Linked DNA regions of Urocitellus parryii: region 1 is linked to region 2. The links are chromatin contacts, called in public Hi-C maps. All regions are on one chromosome and are shown on one strand. Each heading gives the region's core, a stretch centred on a gene start, on an enhancer-like site or on the middle of the called end of the contact. The rest is flanking DNA. Distances are from core to core; before and after follow the strand shown.

Evidence for each region. Hi-C and Micro-C count contacts between places; a contact is called where the count stands out from the background.
Region 1: a Hi-C map of muscle shows a contact between it and region 2, with 2.4 times the contacts expected there. The contact joins the promoter of Tp53inp1 here to the promoter of Plekhf2 in region 2. A contact is called at or near these places in 2 of 2 Hi-C or Micro-C datasets (liver and muscle).

What each region holds. Positions count from the first base shown.
Region 1 is chr7:40,455,501-40,461,118 of mUroPar1.hap1, reverse strand. It overlaps Tp53inp1 (tumor protein p53 inducible nuclear protein 1), which reads right to left and starts at 3,513. Exons shown (of 4, transcript XM_026383932.2): 1 at 3,325-3,513.
Region 2 is chr7:40,294,722-40,301,053 of mUroPar1.hap1, reverse strand. It overlaps Plekhf2 (pleckstrin homology and FYVE domain containing 2), which reads left to right and starts at 4,664. Exons shown (of 3, transcript XM_077800549.1): 1 at 4,664-4,970.

The DNA of each region.
Region 1 (5,618 bases), core at 2,264-4,763, 160 kb before region 2:
AAAGTTCCAGAATACCATGAGTCCTAGAAGACACATTTACAACTCTGGAATTTAGCAAAGAGGTAGGTGTAAAGAAGGCTGGGTGGGGCAACACTGCTTTTCTTTGAGACACCTGCAACCTCTAAGCTAGAGGCAGCCTCAGCCCAGCAGGAACTCAGTGGAGAAAAAGTATCCTGGCACAAGCATTTGGCGAAGGCTGCTCTGTCAGGGTCCTGTCTGGCTCAAAATACCTCCACCCCTCCCTTTAAAAAACAAATCATATTTTTATTATAAAATAAGCAAAGCCATATTAGAAAGTTGAGAAAGCAAATAAGTTATTATTCCATTATCTTGTTGCAATTGTTGTTAGCATGTTGGTATATTCTAATTTTTTTCTTCTACAAGGTTTCTTTTTATCATAGTTGTAGCCTAGTGAATGCACAATTTTGTATCTTGCTTTGTTACTGAACATTTTATCATCGATGTTCTTCATATTATCACATGAATAGGAAAGCTCTATGGGTAGCTGAGTTTAATACTTATGGATAACAGCATTCTATTTGAGAACTTAGAATGCAGTTGCTTGTTTGGAAGGTCTTGTGAGTATAACTTATCTTCTCATTTTTGGGGAGGGGTACCGGGGATTGGACTCAGGGGTACTAGTCACATCCCCAGCCCTATTTTATATTTTTTAAAAAAATATTTATTTTTTAGTTTAGTTGGACACAATACCTTTATTTTATCTATTAATTTATATATGGTGCTGAGGATCAAACCCAGGGCCTCGCACATACTAGGCGAGTGCTCTACCACTGAGCCACAACCCCAGACCCCTATTTTATATTTTATTTAGAGACAGGGTCTCACCGAGTTGCTTAGTGCCTCACTCTTTGCAGAGGCTGGCTTCGAACTTGTAATCCTTATGCCTCAGCCTCCAGAGTTGCTGGGACTATATATAGGGGTGTGCCACTGCTCCTGGTTTATCTTCTCATTTTTTTTTAGGTAATACACAAGAGGTAACATGTGGTACCTAAGGTTGGCCTGCTCCCTTTGAAATCTTGGCTCTGTGCTGCAACCCATGTGAATTCGGGATATTTAGTAACCTCTTGGTGCTCCAGTTTTCTCATCCTTAACATAAGGATGATAGTTATATTACCTACTTCTTAGTGCCAATGTGAGGATTAGGTGTGTAACACTTAGAATAATGCCTGGCACATAACAGGCATTTGTAACTATTAACTACAAGTTCATTCCAAGCCACTTGTGAGCATGTGAGCATCTCTGGGTCTGCTTTACCTGTAAAGTATCTATCTAATAATTAGAGCTACGATCTGTAGAATACTAATCATATGTGACAGGAACTTGAGATACTTGTTCCATTTTACTGATGAGGCAATTGAGGCTCAGAAATTAATTGCTCTGAAGCGACAGAGCCAGTCACAGGTGGAGCCAGCGTTACAGCAGAAATCCCTTTGATTTCAACCCCTTTCTTTTTCTCTGCAAATGATCTCTCAGTCTCCTCCTAACCACAACTCTGTTCTATGAATTTCACAGAAGAGCACTTTTCAGTTGATTTTAGCTGCCAGTAGGCGGCACCAAAAAAGCAACATTTTAAAACTTAAAAAACAAAACAAAAAACAACCATAACTTTGATGAGTGCAGCTGTGGCTCCTTTACAGTTTCAAAATATCAGGTGGCTAAACACACCTTCATTGAAAAGCAGCCTCAAAAGTATTCTACCACTAGTTTCGAAAAATAAAGATGCTGATTAAAAAAGTCTTGAACTGCCAAAAAAAAAAAAAAAGCAAAAAAACAAGAAAGTGGCCTTTGCTTGTTCCAAGTCTACTCAGTCTGTTCACCCAGTTTACATTGGAGGCTATTTCCCTACGGATCCTGCTGTCTTTCCTCAAAAAAAAAAAAAGCTGAGCAGTGGGCAAAGGCATCAGTGGGATGTAATTCATAGCCTGCTAACCTTGAATTTTGAAAGCAGAGCCATGCCTAAAAGAAATACACAAGGGGACAGAAAAGAACAAAAGGTAGCCTGAGAAAACAAGAGAGACCTTGGTCACAGAAATTATGTCCTGATTTCAGGCAAGGGCCTTTTGAAAATTATGCTGCCGGTTCGGAATTACAATGGTTGCAACCTAAAATCAAAAGCTTCCCAGTACTTTTTCCACCTACAAATGAAAAACATAATTCAATTACGAAGCAAGTGATTTCAGGATCTTGGGGGCGGTCTTTATGACCTCTGTTTAATGACCCGAGGGTCACACCCTCCCTCTTTTTTTCTCAAAACTACTTTGCATTTAGAAAAGACTCTTTTAGCTAGGGATGCCCAAGTCCTCAGGAGCTACAGATGGAAAGGGGCTCCTCCTTAATCTACTCAAAACTGGAATTAACATACTGAGCAGATGTGCTCAGAAAATACAAATCAAAACCTAGAATGCCCACGTCAAATTCGTCTGCAACTTTGAAAGAGTAAATATCATTGTCTTTTAATGGGCTGCCTGGCCCTTAAATTACTTAATTTCTTTGTGCCTTGGGTCTCCTTTCTATAAATAAGCAGGCCCGCTACATAGGCTCATTGTGAAGACCATCTGGGATTATGTATTTAAGCCCTCGGCTTAGTATATGGCACATTCTAAGCACCAGTGATCAAAATGATTAGGATTTAAATGACGGGTAAGAAAAGTCCTCCTTCCACGGGTGCAACCTCAAACCGTGAAGTGTAAGATCAGGTGGGGTCCTGGAAGAAGCCACCGACAGTCGGACACTCGGGCGGGGGCGGGTCCCGGGTAACGGAGCAAGTTTCCCGGTGCTGAGCTACGGTGGCGACCCTTGGCTGGAGGGCAAGCAGAGGGGACCGGGAGCCTAGGGAGGGGAGGCGGCGAAGCGCTGGGCCGCTGTGTCGGAGCGACGCGTCCCGGGCAGCGGCCGCTCCTCTGGAGCCCCGACGCCGCGTCCCGAGTCCCGAGCGGGCAACTCCATCCAAGGGCCGAGCGCCGAGCGCCGGAGGACAAAGTGGGATGGAGGAAAAGCACTGGAAGAGGGTGAGGAGGAGGAGAAAGAGGGGGAGGTCCTGCCGCGGCCAGAAAAACAGGCCACACTCGGGGGAGGAGGCAGAAACCGAACACCCAACCGCCGCCCAGCGCCGGGGCTCGGTCCGGCCCGTGTCCGCACGCCGGGCCGCGGGGGCCGGCTGAGCGGCAGCCAGGGCTGGGCGGCGGCGGCGAGCGGGGGAGCGAGAGCCGGCGTCCCCCGAGTGCAGGGCGCGCGGCCAGACCCGCGGGGCTCCGGACTCCGGACCCCGCCGCGGCCCGGGACTCCGGCCCCGCCCGCACTTACGTGGGCCGGAGCTGCAGCGGGGACGCGGCACCGAAGCACCGCGAGCTCGGGGCGGGCGCGCGGCGGAGGCTGCTGAGGTAGCTGCGGCGGAGCCGGGCTGCGCCTCTTTCGGGTCCGGGACCGCGGGCGCGGGGCCGGCTCCAGCCCTCCCGTTGCTGCTCTGGCCGCCGCCGGCCCGTCCACGTCCTTTTGTTGTTGTGCAGCCCTCGGAACAGCTGATCGGCCGCTCCGCCCGCCGTCGGGCCCGGCCGCCCCGCCCCGGGGCCGCACCAGGCTCGGCCCCACCAATCGGCGGCGCGGGAGCCCCGGGGCCGCCCTGCGAGAGGTTGTCACCAACGCACGTGACCTGGCGCCGAGCCGGCAACGCTCTCGACTCAGAAACAAGCCCGGGCAACAAAGCCCGGAGTCTAGCGTGCAGACCTGGGCGAGTGGGAGGGCGAAGAGGGGCGCAGGGCTGGGGCCCCCCCACACTGGAGCTGCTGGGAAGGAGAGCAGGAAGGAGGGCGAGGGAACACGGGAAGAGCCGGGGCTCACGAGTTCTTGGGGGCACTGGGAACATGAAACACTTTTATCTTGTAAGAGGAAAATTAAGGTGGCCGAGGGTGACGAAGACTAAATTTAGACTCCAAGACCCCCTCCCGTCCGGTGTAGGGTAAACCTGTAGATACCGTGCCCAAGGCAAGCCCGCTTCTGGGCCTTCCTGGTAAGGAAGATCTGGGCCGGATAGAGAGGGTGCCAGCCCTCAAAACCTTTTTAAGACAGGGAGCCGGGCCTCACCTGCTGTGTTAACACACTGGGAGGTGACTGAACTTGCCCCTAGAATCCTGCCTATGGACAGGGCAGAAGCCAGGCAAACATACTGTGAGCCCAAGCCTGAAGTCAGAGCCACAAGGGCCCTCTGTTCCAGTAGAAAAGAAGAACCCTGCATGAAGAAGAGTTAGAAGAACTTCTTCCCCCAGGCTGTGCAGCGAAGCTCTCCTGTGATCCAAGGAGGTGATGGCCTCTCTTCTGCTCACATACCTGCAAACTGTGGATATTCACAGCCTACCTACTCACTGGACTATTTATAGTGAGAAAAGAGTAAGACAGTGACATAAAAATACAAACCAAAGCTCTGTACACATATAGGTAGATTAATTGTTGGCAAAGAAATCATGTTGAAGCCTATCAGTTCTCTGGATCCTGCTTAAACAGAGATGTAGACCTCTGACTCAAGTGAAATGTATAGCAACCCTTCAGAGGTCTACCTACCATATATTACAGTATCTGAAAGATTTTCAAGCTCCAGCCCTCACAAGGATCCTGTGGTCAGTCCATTTCCAATAATATTGGTTTTAAAAGAGTATAAGTTAAAGTTCAGGGAATTGTCTGACAGGAGTAATGATTAAAATATGATAGTCATCTGACCTTACAAGTTACAAGACTGTAGTTTGTGGACTGGATAGTCTCACAGAATTGAATGTGGACTGGGTTTTCGATTTTGGCAAATCAGGTTCACCTTAATATTTTTTCTCAAATTCATTGCTATGTTAGGTGTCTCCTTAGGAGTCCATGAGGAAACCATCTTTCCATCCAAAGCAAAAGTTTGATAACAATTACAAGAATCTAATTATTTTTCAGTGCTAGGGATTGAACCCAGGGAGCACTTTACCACTGAGCTACATCCCTTGTCCAATTTATTTTTTATTTTGATACAGGGTCTTGCTAAGTTGCTAAAGCTGATCTTGAACTTGTAATCTTCCTGCCTCAGTCTCCTAAGTTGCTGTGCTTATAGGCATGTACCCAGCAGGGGTGTAATTTTTTTTAAAACTCAAAAAGTCCTATCTTTTTCCATGTTGATAAGTTTTATTACATTTAAAGGCAACATGTGAAAACTTACTAATACCTTGTTATGGTAGAGAAAACAATGTGAAGTAGGCGATGTTCCCAAAGATGGCCACCACAATCTCTCCTTTGTCACAAAGTAGAATAGTTTTCCTCCCTTTGAAGCTGGGCTGTCCTAGCATCTGCTTTGACTAACAGAATGTGGTAGAAATAATGTTCTGGTACTTTCATGCCTGGACATTAAGAAAAACTGACAGCTTCTGCTTTGTATTCTAGCAAAAGCCAGCCACTATGGAAGGAGACAACATCAGGCCGTGAAGAAGCCCAAGCTAACCATGTGGAGAGGCCACATGGTAAGAGAAAGATGTTTAACCAGCCCATAGCTGTCCACCCATCTCAGCTGAGGTGCCAGTCAGGAGTGAAGAAGCCCTCTAGGGAGTTCAGAGTTAACAGATACCACATGTAACAAG
Region 2 (6,332 bases), core at 3,415-5,914:
GAAATAATTCTAAACTTACAGATAGATTGCAAGAATAGAAATAGTATAAAAGTCATTCATTTATGTTTTATTCAGGTTCACTCACTAATAGTTTGCTTTATTTGATTTATATTTTATATGTTCTTTATGTATACTATTTAAATTACATTATATGTGATTTTTTTTCTGAATTGTTTGAAGGCAAATTATGTACATCATGACTCTTTTCTCCTAAATGTACATAGCCCAAGAATAGAAATATTTTTTTATATAATTAGGACAGAAAATTTAACTTTGATGTAACACTTTTATAAAATTTTCCACTCATCTTCCAGTTTGTCAATTGAGCTGATAATGTCCTTTATAGTATTTTTCTCTTCTATTGCAGGATCCAGTGTAGGGTCAGGTATTGTGTTTAGTTATCATATTCTTTCTCCTCTTTTAATCTAGAACAGTTCCATGCTTTTTTTTTAAATTTTTTTAGAATACAGCCCCCTTCCTTTAAAAAAATATTCATTTTTTTTTGTGTGTGTGTGTTTGTCTGAGATTGTCCTAGAAATCTAGAGAAATACATTATTCCCTATGATCTGAACTACCTGTTCAAAATTATACTGGTGTCTTAGTCCATTTAGGCTGCTATAACAAAATATCTAAGACTGGCAATTGATGAATGATAGAAATGTGTTGCTTACAGTTCAGGAGACTGAGAATTCAAAATTAGGGCACTAGCAGATTTGGATCTGGTGAGGGCCCATTCATCTTAGGTACTTTCTGTATGTCCTCAACTTGGCAGAAGGAACAAAAAAATGCTCCCTGAGACTGCTTTTAAAGGGCACTAATCCCATTCTTGAAACTCCTCATTATCTAGTTACCTTTCAAGGGCTCCACTTTTTCCCCCTCTTTCTTTGCAGTGATGTTAGGGATTGAATTTGGAACCTCATGCATGCTGGATGAGCACTCTCCCACTCCCAGCCTCCCACCTCTTAATATCAACACTTTAGGGATTAAATTTCAACACATGAATTTTGGAGGGACACGGATTCAGATCATAACAGCTGGAGAATACTAGTTTCTCCTTTTCTTCTGCTCTTTAACCTCACATACGTGTCCACTGGCAGAATTGAACATGGAATCATTCAGTAAAAGCACTCTGAAAAATTAGAGTGCTAGGCCTTCTCCCTGTGGTGCAGAGGAGAATGTAGAAATGGGTGGCAGTAATGCCACATAGGCTGCTGACAAGCTTGTAGTGAGGCCCTCATAGAGCTTCTAGTCTCCAGGGAGTCCTGAAAGTACTGTGAGGAAAATAGAGTCCTGTCGCTGAGGATAACAGGGGCATCCTCTCAGAAACAGTGGTAGGGAAGGCCTCTCTGAGGCCTGCAAGATAACAAAGAGCTGCACCTATGTGAAGGGCAGAGAAGGGCAGAGTTCTCTCTGACTGCTTAGGTAGAGAGGTGGCCATGGCAGTGAGTCCCACAGCAAAAAAGAGCTTGATATATTTTGGGAAATGAAAGAAGGTCAACGTGACTGGAATTTGGTGGAGCTGAGTGTCATTTTAAGAAGGCAAGGACATCAGGAACTGATTGTGCTAGGCCTTACAAGACCTGGGAAAAGTTGGCATTTTGTTCTAAGTGAAAGAGAAATGTTCTTACCCCATATGGCACATTTGGGAGAATCAGAAAAATCTGGGGCAGCTGGAAAATTGTTGTAATACACTTTGTTAGAACGAGACATTTTACTGAAATCTGTCAGAAAATATTTATAATAAATATAAAGTTAACAGTGCCTCCAATGTGAAATGTACTCTCCATAGGGTTGTGCTATGGCAGCTTCAGAGATGAGCCACTGAAGGGTTTCTACAGTGGAGAGACCCAGTTTCATGTAGTCCCTGTGAAGAGGAGACCAGAGGAGAGATCAGATGAAGCAAAGATATTTGGAAGCAAAGAGACTGATGAAGGAAATGGGAAAGGGGATGAAAGGATTATGACTCATTAGGTTTGTGGATGGCAGTGCCATTTTACTATGATGGTTAAAGGAATGAAGAAATTAAGGACTAATTAAAATCCAGATATTTTCCATTTCCTTTTGAAGAGCTCTGTTTTCAACTAACAGTTAACCAAACTTCTCTTGAAAAACTTATTCATTTGATTCAAGGACATAACAAGGTCTCCTTTGACTTTCAGGCCTATAGAATTGAGTTGATTTAAACTCAAATTGTACTAATATTTTCAAGTTCCTCTGGGTGGTAGGTACTCTGCCAGAGACTTTACTCACCTCATCTCATTTCTTTCATTCAGCAGTCTATGAAGTAGTTCCTATTTGGGGGCTGGGTACTAGAGATTGAACTCAGGGGCACTCAACCACTGAGTCACATCCCCAGCCCTATTTTATATTTTATTTAGAGACAGGGTCTCACTGAGTTGCTTAGAGCATTGCTTTTGCTGAGGCTGGCTTTGAACTCATGATCCTCCTGCCTCAGTCTCCCCAGCCACTGAGATTACAGGTGTGCAATAATGCCTCTCCCAGCAGTAGATCCTATATTTTTGTGGCATTGGGGATTAAACCTAGGACTTTCTGCATGCTAATCAAGTGCTCTGTCACTGGGCTCCATCTCCAGCTCTGTAGTTCCTATTTTTATATCCATATTATGGATATGCTGTGAGGATCACATAGAGATCTTATCACTTGATTTGAACAGGGTACAACAATTACAGGTCTGGGCCAGGAGTTGATCCAACTGCCTTTCAGTCCTTTAAGTGCTTTGTTCAGCTTGGTCTGTGCCAACAAATAAACTTTCCATGATGTGAATATTTTATAACTCTCTGTCACTTGGTCAGTGTGACTGAGGGACTGAATTTTTAATTTAACTAAATTTTATTAAGACACATTATTAGTGATTATCACATTTGTCAACACAACTCTAAATAGCACACATTTCAGGGAGAAGATAGAATATGAAGAATGCAGAAAGAAAAAAATCTCTCTATGTTTAAATCATTATTTCTGATTTTTAAAAAATGAGATACCCAACAATTAGGTAAATTGTAATAGGTGTGTAGGTACATATACACTATATGTATGTTTAAGAACTTCTTTTATTTCACACTCATTTAGCAATTACCATGTTCCAGGAATATGCTTTACAAATATTAATTCATTTAATCTTCATAATAACTTTGTGAGGTAGTTTCATTTTGCAAATAAAGAATCTAAGGAAATAGTTGGATATGCCCAAGGATATAGGTAGTTGGTGGCAGAGCAAGATTTTGAGTAATCATTCTGCTTTGTATTTATGTATTTTGCTGTAAGCTAAATAAGTATATTGGGGGGGGGCAACATTTTTACTAATAGAGGTGAGTGACCAAAAATGGTGATTAATGACTAGATCTTGGACAACCATTCAGATACAGCAATTCTTAATTTCAAAATTAAAAGGGATTTTAGAGATTATTTAGTCCAGCCCTACCTCCACTGATAGATATTGCTGTGCACTTAGAGGAGGATGAGGCCAAGTGAAGATGGGATAGGGTAATGGGTAAGCCAGAAGTCCTGGCCACTTGTGATCCTGTCTGTAGGGACAACTAGAGCCAACACATGAAAAGATTGCGTGCTCGTGACCCTATAACTTTCCCTATTGCAAGCTTCATCTTTGCTCTTTTCGTCCTAGCTATTATTTAAAAAAAAAAAAAAAACTATTTCAGACATTAAAATAGGGAAGGATGGGAACTAGAAAGCCTGGAGAATTCCAGACTGAAGAACGGGTGGCAAAACGGCAGAATCCAAGCCTGTTCATTTTCTCCTCAGTGCTCTTCTATGTGCAGCTTGGTTGGTGGTGGCGTAAATCAGAGCAATCAAAAGTAAAAAAAAAAAAAAAAATCCTTTCATAATAAATCAATAGGAAATATAAAATGTTCCAGACCCAAACTTCATCAACACACTCACACTTTTTGTTTAAAGAATATGCCTATCTCCCCCACCCTGTCCCCATTCCTTGTCCATCCTAGCTATCTTTGATGCCTCTCTAGAAACCCATCAGACGCTTAGCAAACAGGTGCTGTGGAGTAAATGAATCGGGGCACGTTTAACCCTATATACTGTCTTATCATTGCAGTTTCTAGGTATGTGAAGCAGGTAGCTGAATTTTCGCGGCGTCAGAGAAGTTTTGGAAAGACCGGGAGTCCTAATGCATGCACTAAAAAGAATGGGCTATGCGAAGCATGTGGGGTATGTGTGGTAGCTTTCCCTCGTTTCAGGAAGTAGGGGCTTTAGAGCAAGCAAATGGACCGTTTGACGGGAAGCTTCCTCGAGCTAACTGAGACCGGCAAACAACTGTTAGTGAAGGCTTTGGCGTCTAAATCCAAAGCCTCTCTTTCTCATTCTTCAATTCCCTGGGGAAGCGTGTAAAGGGGTGGTAGCGGAGCCGGGGTTTCCTTCCATTCTTCTAATCTCCGTGAGAATTTCGTAGACAGTTGAATAGTCAGGCCAGGAAAGTCAGGTAAGGCGCCTCACAGCCCCAAACCTCTCCTCCTCACGCCTCACCGCGATAACGCCAAGGAACCCACCTACCCTCCGGTTGCAGCCCCGGGCTCACTGGGCGGGCGTGGCCTCCGCCAATAGCCCCGCCCCTCGAGCGCGTTGCGCAGCCGGGAGAGGCGGGGCAAGGGAACCGGGAAGAAAGGGCGGGGAGCGAGCGGGTTGGGTGTGCTCGTGCCCGCGCGTTCGCCCTTGGCGTGTGGGCGGGGGCGCGCCGTGCCCGCGCATGGGAGAGGCCGGCCCAGGCGGCGGTAGTCGGGTTCGACTGGAGGGGCGGGGGAGTCACCTGCGAGCCGCCGCGCCGGCCGGCTACCCGCCGCGTCCGGAACGCGCTGGCTGCGCGGGTCCGCAGGCCGCACACACCCAGAGAGGTCGGGCTTGGGAACTGGCAGAGTCCGCGCCCGGCGTCTGAGACGAGGAGTCGGACCTTCGCGCTACTGCTGTTGCCCGTGCTCGGCCGGGTAGGTGAAGCTGGGGTTGGTGGTCCGCGGGCTTCTGGCGGACTGGGAGTGGAGAAGCGAAACTTTCCGGGCGCTTCCTCCGCGGTCCCAGGGCCGTCCGTGGCGCCGGGAGGTGTCGTCGCGGGCGGCGACGGCGGCCGACGCCATGTTGGGGTCTAAGAAATGGGGCGCTCCCGGGCCGCTCCCCTCGCGCTGAGGCCGGCCCTCGGGCTGGACGCCGCCGCCGTCCCGCGGTACCCGCCAGCGCCTTGGCGAGCCGCGCCCGCCCGCAGGACGCCGCCGCCGTGGGGGGCCGCCGGGAGGGTCCGGCGGGCGGACGCGGGAAGGGGCCCCGAGGTCCGGCGAGAAGTTGTGGGACGCCAGGACTAGGGTCCTAGACGTGGCCAGTGGAGTCTCAGGGCTCCAGCATTTTCCTGCCCCCCAAAGTTTTCAGGGTCTGGGCATCACGGTGCACGTTGTAACTTGAACAGCGTATTTTGTAGGGAGTTTTGGGTGAAAAATGGCACCACAGAATTTGTTCGGATAGAAGCGATGGCTACTACGCTCTTTATTTGGAGTCTTTTAAAGCTTTATGGTCTTAGGCCGAATTTATTTTTCTTTAAAAAATGTTATTAAAGACCGAGAGCTCGCTGCTGATGTTGCTTGACCAGCTTTCTGTGCTCCTAGAACATTATAGCAATAACCTGTGTGGGTGCGCAATGGAAATGAGGACTGTGAAGGTTACAGATACTTAAGTCCTTCGTAATTCGTGCACACAAAAAGTATCTTAGATCGATAAATGCCCTCTTTATAGTTTTATTGCTTTGCTGAGGAAACTCATTAAAGAAAGATTTTGACACAGTAAAGGCATGTGTTGTTCTCTTAAGAATAAATAATCTTGACATTTTGAAGTGTTCCACTCCCATTGGTTCTTTGAGGGTGCATTCCTTCCTATTTTGAGCATTTACCTTTTTCTCAACTCTGGTAGCTCATGGGGTCCTCAGGTTAATTCAGTATTAACAGAGGCTTCTATTTTTAATCTCTTCAGGTCATGACAGCATTGAGAGGTGAATGGTATTAGGTTACTTTTTTGGAAGGCACATGTAATCGCCTCAAAAAAAAAAAAAGACAAAAACCAAAACTGGTGTACTGATTAAGGCATCAAAAGTAAAGATTCAGCATGAATTATTCCAGCAAATGAACATAAAAATTTTTTAAAATATAAAGACAGCTTTAAAATTCTGTTAAATGAATTGATAAACCCTGAACCATGTCTTGGAGAATTTCTCTTTTTACTCCTTAATAGGTAAAAGTGTACTTTCTGCTTTGATTTTACTCCCAGTTTCCTTAGTTCTTAAAAATCTTCTTTTGCTTCATTGTCAA